Linked DNA regions of Rattus norvegicus: region 2 is linked to region 1. Evidence: chromatin contacts called from public Hi-C data. All regions are on one chromosome and are shown on one strand. Each heading gives the region's core, a stretch centred on a gene start, on an enhancer-like site or on the middle of the called end of the contact. The rest is flanking DNA. Distances are from core to core; before and after follow the strand shown. Region 1 holds the start of Clp1 (cleavage factor polyribonucleotide kinase subunit 1). Region 2 holds the start of P2rx3 (purinergic receptor P2X 3).

The links. A called contact is a pair of places that touch in the nucleus more often than the background predicts.
Region 2: a contact with region 1 is called in a Hi-C map of frontal cortex, with 1.7 times the contacts expected there. The contact joins the promoter of P2rx3 here to the promoter of Clp1 in region 1.

Annotation. Positions count from the first base shown.
Region 1 is chr3:90,214,612-90,219,402 of GRCr8, forward strand. It overlaps Clp1 (cleavage factor polyribonucleotide kinase subunit 1), which reads right to left and starts at 2,554. Exons shown (of 3, transcript NM_001009599.1): 1 at 2,472-2,554; 2 at 1,065-1,692. The coding sequence starts at 1,670. It overlaps LOC120101590 (a long non-coding RNA gene), which reads left to right. Exons shown (of 3, transcript XR_010065262.1): 3 at 1,056-1,735.
Region 2 is chr3:90,527,191-90,531,981 of GRCr8, forward strand. P2rx3 (purinergic receptor P2X 3) reads right to left here and starts at 2,119. Exons shown (of 12, transcript NM_031075.3): 1 at 1,800-2,119. The coding sequence starts at 1,918. It overlaps Ssrp1 (structure specific recognition protein 1), which reads left to right and starts at 4,293. Exons shown (of 16, transcript NM_031121.1): 1 at 4,293-4,639. The coding sequence starts at 4,586.

The sequences.
Region 1 (4,791 bases), core at 1,304-3,803:
TTAGTGATTAATTTTTACTTCATGTGCATTGACTGGTGGTTTACCAGCATGTATGTCTCTGTGAGGATGTCAGATACCCGTGGAGCTTGAGTTGCAGTCAGTCATGAACTGCCATGTGGGTGCTGGGACTTGAACCTAGGGGCCTCTGGAAGGAGAGCCAATGGTCTTAACCACTGAGCCATCTCTCTAGCTCCTAAATCCATCTAAGTTTCTCTTTCCAGTAATAGGTACCATCCAAAAACTGTACAGGCTGGGATTCCAAACACAAGCCTTGAAGTATGCTTGGCAATTGAGCTGCAACCTTAGCCCCTGCTCTCCGGTATTTTTACTTTTCTGAGACAGGGTTTTAGTACAAGACTCTAGCCTAGCTTCACACTCTTGAAAGTCCTATCTTAGCCTTCCAAGTCCTATAGGGATCAGCTACAATACTCACTGATATATTAACATCAAAATTGATGGTTTTAATGACTGTGGTTTTAACCCCATAACATGGAGTTAACTTTATCCTAGAGCTGGAGTGACAGGCAACTGGGAATACCATGACATGGATACTGGGAAATAAACTCTGTTATTTTGTCTTTTTTTTTTTTTCGGAGCTGAGGACCGAATCCAGGGCCTTGCGCTTGCTAGGAAAACTCTGACCCCCGACAGTAGTACTGTTTTTGGTTTTGTCGTTTTGTTTGTTTGCAACACAGTCTCACTCTGTCCTGGAACTCACTATGGAGACCAGGCTGGCCACAAACTCAAGAGATCTACCTGCCTCTGTCTCTGCTGAAATGAAAGGTGTGTGTTAGACTCAATTGCTGACCCATGTCTGCACACCCCCTGCTTGCCGTTTTACCTCTTAATAATGAATTACTCTGAGCAGTGTCATCGAATGCTTAGCAGTGTAAAGCTCACACTTTTAAAATGGTCTCTCATGAAATCAAGTGGACTATCACACAAAAAAAATAAAAATAGAACAATTACATTCAGAGAGAAAATTGTGCAGTTTTAAGTAACAAAGTTCCCTACTTCATACCCTGACTGTAACTTTTCCCTCCACCCCCTCTTAGCTCCCTGACCTTGTTGTAAAGCTTGATGTTGGTGCCAGGAGTGGTGGAGCCAAAATGATACACAAGAGGTGCCTGGATGGAGAAACCTTCTTCCACATCTGCGGGTCGCTCAATGTACAGGGCCCCCATGGTACCAGGAATGGACACAGAGCCCTGCCCTACATCCAACTCCACGTAAGTAGGACGTCGGCCCAAACGCACTGCGTAGTTGAGTAGCAGCCGGCACACCGTGGACTTGCCCACATCAGTAGGACCCACAACCATCACTCGGGGGCCTCTCTCTTCTTCCTTTTCTGCCTGCCTCCGCATCTGCTCCAAGGCTGTATGAGTGTTAAGGTAAAGCAACATAGGGGTGTCCTTAGAGACATAAGCCACCTCGGTCCGGCCACTCAACTGCAGAGAACAGCCATGCCAAGTGAAAACAGCCACCTTGGCACCAGCATCAAAGGTGAATTTCTTGTTTCTGGTCAGTTCTGTGCCAAAGATCTCTGCCATGCCAGCCAGCAACTCCAACTGAACTGACTGAGATGCCTCCACCTCAAATCGAAGCTCTGTTTCTCGCTCTAGTTCAAACTTGGTCGTTGGCTTCTTGTCATCATTGGATTCCTCACTCATCTTTTCTGTTGAGCTGCTGTGCCTAGAACCCAAATTAAATATTAGATCAAATCACTATTCAAAAATCTTCCAATGGTTTAGTCCCTTTATCTTTTTCTGCACAGTTCTTATTGCCTCCAGACTCACGATTTACAGCCTGTCTCCCCACATCCAGAAGGTAGAGATATTTTTGTTTGCTCCTCTGCCTCTAGTAAGTAGAAGAGTAGCGCACCTCAACAAAATACAGAGTGAATGAATGACTAGGACATAAAAAGAAAACTACCTACAGATGTAATTAACAGGAGATTCGAATTGCATAGTCCTCCATCACTATTGAAAAGAAAGTAACACATGGCCATTCTCCTCCAACTCCCTTAGCCAATAAGAAACAAGCCTCTAAATCGTAAGCAAAGAATGGGACACTGGGTTCAGAATCAGAAAACAGTTGCATGTCCAGCTCTGGGGCTACTAGTAGTTACTATAATCCAACCATTTAATACCAAAACCAACTCCCCAGCTGCTATACGATGGGCATTTACACGTCCTACCGTTAAGAGTACAGTGCCGGGGATAACAAGGACCACAGTTGGAAAAACAAAATATTAAACTAGAAACTACCAAAGAAATGTAAATTACTATTTCTGAACCACAATTCTGAGTCCAGTATTTATCACAGTTAGCTCCAACATCAAAACCTGCCGGAATCTCTCAGAGGTAATTGGGGTCCTTAAGCCTTACCTGTAGAGCCTCTGGATCTAGATAAGCGTTACAGAAACCTCGGTACAGGACCTCAGCACTTTCCCAACCATGAACGACGCTCACCTAAATACTAGCCGGAAAGCAAAGGCGGTTCCGCTCTTGCGCGGTAGTAGGAGACGCGGTCGCGTGATGCATTTTGGGACGTGTAGTTCGGAGTGAGTGAGCGCGCGCCACCGCATGGCCCTCTGGGAATTATAGTTTAAGGATTGTTCTGTGACGCGCGGAGGTGGGCGGGGCAGCGCCGTCACTTTGTGCGGGAAGACCGCGGGAGGCGGAAAGGAGTCGTTGCTGGTTCGCCCACGCGCGGGAGGTGGTTGCATGGTCGCTCCCTATCTGCTGTCCAGCAAAGCTAAGGGCAACCAGAAAGGGAGCGGCACCACTGTCTAGATAAGAGCTCTGCTCGACTAGACCACACGCCAAAAAGTGGGGAAGTTAGCAAAACGCAGCCTAAGCAGGAGATCCAGGCGGAGGGAAAGTGGCACAAACACATACAAGCAGAGACACACACTAAGTCAAATAGAAACACACATACCATGTCAAGCAGTCCCCACTTTGAGGCTATGCGGAACTGGCATATAGGAGAAACTAAGTGTAATTCATTCTCTCCACTCCCCCTTCTCTCCACCACTCTCCCCCACCCCGAAGCTAGCCAACCTGGCACTCCTTGTGATTCTCCTGCCTCTGATGTCCTGAATGCTGGGATTTACAGACATGAGCCACGAATCAGGCTGTTTTTTTCTTTAGTAAATTAGAATAAAAATCCAATGATTTCTTTTATCTTATGAATCAGTCATTATCCAACAACTTCTGCCAGAGTTTAAACTGTCCATGCACATCTGACAGTTATACAAAGTCGATCATTTACACCACTGCTAACCGGTTCCACATCTATTATCCACTTTTCATGAGTATGGCCTTTGGAATCTAGTATTAGTTCACTGCCTGACTTTGGATAAATCACAGGCTTCCTTTCCCTGAGACATCTCTTGTCTATAAAATGGGAATAATAACAGTATTCGACCTCTTAAAGTTGTTTTAAAGATTGGATGAGACATATGTGCTAAGCACAATGCCTATAATATAGAAAGTATCTGATGTTAGCCTTAAGTTTTTATTATAGGCTGGAGAGACTATAATAATCTTATCTGTTTATACAGTGCTTTACAATTTTCAAAGTAGCTTTAGGAGTCCATGTTACAATATCCTACAAACCCAGGTAGGTATAGTATCTCCAATTTCATTTGAGAAGAAACGAGGGGTTGGGGATTTAGCTCAGTGGTAGGGCGCTTGCCTAGCAAGCGCAAGGCCCTGGGTTCAGTCCTCAGCTCCGAAAAAAAGAAGAAAAAAAAAAAGGAGAGAGAGGGGTTGGGGATTTAGCTCAGTGGTAGAGCACTTGCCTAGCAAGCTCAAGGCCCTGGGTTCGGTCCCCAGCTCTGAAAAAAAGAAAAAAAAAGAGAGAGAGAGAGAAGAAACGAAGATAATCAGAGGCATTTTCCCAAGCACTCAGTTATTAGAAGAGGAAGGCTTTTCTTTTGTTGTTGTTGCTGTTGTTGTTGTTGTTGTTGTTGCTGCTGCTGCTGCTGCTGCTGCTGCTGCTGCTGCTGCTGCTGCTGCTGCTGCTGTTTTGAGACAGTGTCTCACTGCCCTGTCCTGAAACTCACTTCATAGAGCAGACTGGCCTCAAACAAAGATCTATTTGCCTCTGCCTCCAGAGTACTGGATTTACAGGCATTAAAAGTATAAAGACTTAAGGGTAGGCTTTTTTGATGATTTTTTTTTTGCCAACTTAATTGAATCAGAAAATACCTGGACACCAAGGAGGCACACCTTTGGGTGTGTCTGTGAAAGGATTTCAGAAAAATGTAACTGAAGCAGAAGATTCACCCGGAATGTGGACAGCTCCGCCCTATGGCCTGGGATCCTGGACTGAATCAGAAGAGGAAAAGGGAAAAACTACTTAAGGACCTACATTCCACACTATCTACTTCCTGATGTGGCCAGACTTAAGCAAGTTTTCACCACCACAGCTGCAAGCCATTGTCACTGCCTTGCCTTCCTTGTGTTGATTGACTCAGTCTTCTGAACCATCATCAAAATAAAACCTCCTTTCAGTTGCTTTTTGTCAAGCAATTGATTACAACAATGGGAGAAACAACTAGAACATTTAAACTTAGAGCTGAGGGAGCTGGATCAGTTTCTAATAACAGGAGAACAATTACATAGTGATAAACATGGTTGTACGGGTGTATAGTCATTTCATCCCAGGTAGAATCTTGTGCAGTAGTTCCAACTGTAACCCCATTTTACTGGTTTTCTGAGTTTTAAGATTTATTGTATGTGTCTGAGTGTTTTCCCTGTGTATATATGTGGACCACACTCATAC
Region 2 (4,791 bases), core at 869-3,368, 310 kb after region 1:
TGCAGAGCTAAGGGGCTAGTCTAGGAGACGGCTGTCTCTGTCTTCCATCGATGTCCTGCCTGGAGCCAGGAGAGCCAGACCAGGTTAGGAATGTGCTGAAAAAGCTTTTGCTTTCATTTGGACCAATATAGCTATCAACAATCAAGGCACTCATATATATATACATATATATATGCACACACACATATATACATATATATGAACATATATATATGAACATATATATATAAACATATATGAACATATATATATATAAACATATATATAAACACAGAAGGCTTAAGAACCAACTGAGTATGTAGTGCAGTTGGCAGAGTGCTTATCTAATATGCACAAAGCCCTGGGTTCAACCAGCCATAAAATGGATGTGGTGGCACCCCTGCAATTCCAGCACTAGGAGGATTAAGAATTCAAGGTCACCTTCACCTATGTAGTAAGTTCATAGTGTTGGATAGATAAGACTCTGTCTCCAAAAACAAAAACTAACCAAACTAGCCAACCAAAAAGAAACCAGTTTTGAGCCAAATTTGGAGAAAGGGACATGGAACATCTAAACATCTCTCATAAAACTTCAATGTAGGAAAATAGTTTCAAGGCCATTTAATCCCACTCCACAGCTTGACTTCCTTCTGATGTCCCCACAATGCTATACCAAAGCCTACAGGCTCTCATTAAACCCGTGGAGAAAAAAAAATCACTTTGACAAAACCACATCTGGCCATCTATCCATCCACACACATCCAACCTCTCCACACTACGCCCACCTTTCAGCTCCAGCTACATGCGCACAGGATATACTCTTCGATTTGCCTGAATTAACTCATGACCTAGTCAGTGGCCGTCTTTCATAAACAGACTCATTGTCTCAAGGAGCAGCAAGTGACCACAGACCCACAAGCCAGGAAAGAAAACCCCTGAGGTTTTTGCCTGCATTTCCTGGTGCCAGCCAGTGTGTAGAAATGACCGCAAGAAGGACAGACCTGTGCTTTCCTCCCAGCCATTGTTTGTTTGAGTTCCTTTGTATGTGTGCATGAGAGTGCTGTTGGGATCTTGCTGGTCTTTGAGCAACCCCTAGCATGAGTCTTCTAACTTAAGTGAAGCAAGAATTTATGCTGTTTAACAATAGGAATCAGTTCTGCATTCTTAGGGAAGAGCCCCACACTAAGTCAAACAAGGTACTTTTCTGTTTGGCAGCTCTTTCCCTGAGTGCATCTGTGCCTCTGTCTAGCTTGGGGGGCAGTTCTTATCCTGCTCTCCAAGAAGAGGGATCTCTTGCCTTTTAACCTCTCACCATCTAGACCCATGACAGGAAGGAAGAAATTCCTAAGTCTAAATTAAACCCAGCACTCTCCTTTCCTCCGTAGCTGGGTCTTCCTCTACACATCAGCTCATCTCCTTGGTTTCCTTGCCTCCTTCCTGTGTTCTTTTATCTTTCTGAGACTCCAAAGACTCAATGGAGGGGAATAAGAAAGTGTGGGGAGGGCTCTGCTTTGTTTTCTGTTTTTTTGGTCTGGGAAGATGGACCATATGGGTTCTTTCCTGATCAGGGAATGGACCCATATTCTTGGCGCATGTATCTAGAATCATCCTCCAATCCTGGAAGAGTTTCTAGGTAAAATAATGCACCTGAGGACCGGTTTGGATGGGAGTGGCAGAGGCCAATCCTGAGGACACGGCTCCCACAAATTAAAGTGTTTCCCAGAGAAGAAGGTCTAGAAGCTGCAGGGCAATCTTGGGAGAGGGAGGAAAGGACATCAGGTAGCCCTCCTGTCTCAGGATCTGAAGGACCACAGACTCACCCCACAAAGTAGGAGATAATCAGCAGCTGGACGGCTCGGTTGATGATCCCAATGGTCCAGCTCTTCACAACCACCGACTTGGTAGTCTCGTAGGTGAAGAAGTCTGATATACAGTTCATACTGAGAAACTGCTCACAGCCACTTAGAAGGGCTGTGGATGCAGCCTAAGGAGAGAAAGGACTTCAGGACTGGGAGACAAAGATCAAGAACTGGAGTGGGCTGCTTAATGAGGCTTGAGGAAAAGAGCCAGTTCCTGTAAGCCAGGCAACTGTAGCCCAGTGCCTAGTCTCTCCCCTTGATACTCTGGAAGCCAACGGTGCAGGGCCAGGGCGGCGGACCACCTTTTTATCCGTCTCTACTCCACTCCCCTGTGATGTCACAGCAGGGGTGGGGTCTCCAATCCTGGGCTCCAGATTGCCTGAGATGCATCTGGCTAAGGCCCTCTGGGACTGACGTTTCATCTGCACTCTGTCTACTGTTTCTATTCTGTTCTCTTACGCTGTATCCCTATCCTAGCTCACCAGCTGCGTCGAATTCTCCAAAGCCCCTGGTAACTGCCCATTCTTGACTTAGCTCATCTGCCTGAGCCAAGAACTCCACTTTGAGTGTCTGCCGATTTCTACCTAATAGCACAAATAGAGATAAAGGGTCCTTGACAGGTCTGTCTCCTGGGAGGAAGAGCCACGCATTTCTTACCATCTCCTCCTCTCTGCCCTCTAGAATCGCATTAGGTTGTCTAGCTGGTCTCAAACTTGATATGTCGCTATGCCTCAAATTTACAATCCTCCTGCCTCAGTCTCTGAGTGTTGTGATTCCAGGTTTGTAATACTGCGAAGTGGAAAGTTGCTTACTTCTAACTCTAGTTGGCAGCAGTGGTGGAAACTCTTCTAGTTGTACAGAAATTACTGAACTCTCCCTTTCTTTTGAACCCTGAAGTTATTCAAATCTTTTGTTAGGGTGTATGCTCCTAAAAGGCTGGGCTGTTTTCAACCATCTTCGGTAGTTTTGTCAGATCCTAGACATGTGCCGCATTAGCAATAGGTTCTCATTACATATCTTAAGCCCAGTTTGACTCAGCTAAATAGTGGCAGCAGTGGTTAAAGCCACAAGTACTGAATGACAAGAATGCATTTTATCTATCTTATATCTCAGGATTGAGTTAGCAAGTCAGTGCAATTTCCAGGGAGACCGTGAGTTTAAATATCCTGTCTTTTTGTAGGACATATGCTAGCAATCACTCTAAATTATGATAAACTGTTAAAAGAGTTCTAGGTTCCAGCTTTGATGCCAATGTACTGACACCCCGGGTAAATCTTCTGTGGTTTCATTTTTCTCATCTGTAAAATGAGGAAGGCAAGATAAACTCAAGCATCTCTTTCAGACCTGGCTTCAGATTTTGCAAGATGCACTCTGGTGCTATGTGAGGCCATCCAGGCTTCTGCCAACGCAGGCTGATGTGATTTCAAGTAAGTTCTAGCTCAAAGGTAAATCTGACACCACCACTTGAACTTAATGCAGCCATCTGCTGGGCTCTTCCTGAGAACCCACAAATTAGGGATATGGATGGGATGGTGTTGGGGGTGGAAGGTGAACTCATTTCAGAAAGGATCTCATCTGCTTGCCAGGGTACAGCTGGAAAGCAAGCACAATCACCGACACCCGCATTCCCTTTGCAGCTAGCGGAGGCGACATTTCTGGCCACAGCTCTGTATTTTTATTTTTTATTTACTTATTTACTTATTTATTTATTTATTTTTTGGTTCAACAGACTCCTTCCCAGATTATTCACAGGAGGGAGGAACCTGCATGATTCCAACAAACATACAAACCTGAAACCGCATAATTTCCCCTCGGAATCTAGTCTTTGAAGAGCAGCCTGTAACTTTCTAAGAAGCGATCCCGTTTTCTAATCAAGAAATCAGCCTCGTGGGATCCCGTAGCAAGACCCTCGCTTTAGACGACCAGGGGCACCGACGCTCTAGGCGACAGTCCCGTTGGTCGGCCCGGATGGTGCCTTTCTAGCCAGGTCTTCCTCTCTATGGTTTGTGCGCGACTTCCGGTGGCGGGACGCGGAACCGCGCACGCGGGAAAAGGTTCCCCGGCACCCCCTCCCCCGTATCCCTATCCCCTCCCCTGCGTCCCCCTGCGCCCACCGCCCTCACTGTGTCGTCGCGAGGCTGCAGTTCGAAGAGGTGGGTGGTCGCGATTCCCGGGCTCCGGGTGTGCATGGGCCCTGCTCCCCCGCGGGACGATTGGGATGGATCGATCCGCGTTCAAATTCGCGGGCAGTGGGCGAATCCATTTTAAAAGAAGGGGGAGAAACGTAGATTCACGGGGGCCTCGGGGTGGTGGGATCGCTGCGATCAGGACACTACCCTCTGAGCGGAGTTGAGGTGCGCTCTCTGAGCCGGTCCCAGGTTCCGCCGATTGTTGCGGTGCCTGTCGGTGGAACGTACCGAGAGGGTGTCGGGTTGAGATGTAAGTGCCACTATAGGCCTGGCTCTGCACCTAGGGTCCTGGGCCTTGGCCTCAGGAGCGCTGCAGAGCCGGTCAGTAAGATTCCCAGGCAGTAGAGAACTTGAGATATTCCAGGCACAGCTACTCATGGGTGATCGGAGTAAGGTGTCGTTTCTTGCTTATCAGTCTCCTTCCCGAATTCAGATTCACACCCTGCTGAACATCTCTACACACCTAACCAGGAATTGGGACCCAGCATCCAGATAAGGGTTCGTTTTTCTCTGGTGCAGCTTAGGGCTGTGTGCTCAGAACACCACGGGCAGGTGAACATGGCAGAGACATTGGAGTTCAACGACATCTTCCAGGAGGTGAAAGGGTCCATGGTGAGAATGACTTGGGCTTTTAATAAAGGCAGAGATGGGAAAGAGTTCTTGTTTTATTAACAAAAAGCTTAACTCTGACTACTCTTTTAGAAACAGTGTATCAGTGTCCGCCAAGCGAAAACATCCGCAAAGTCTCAAGAGTTACATGATAC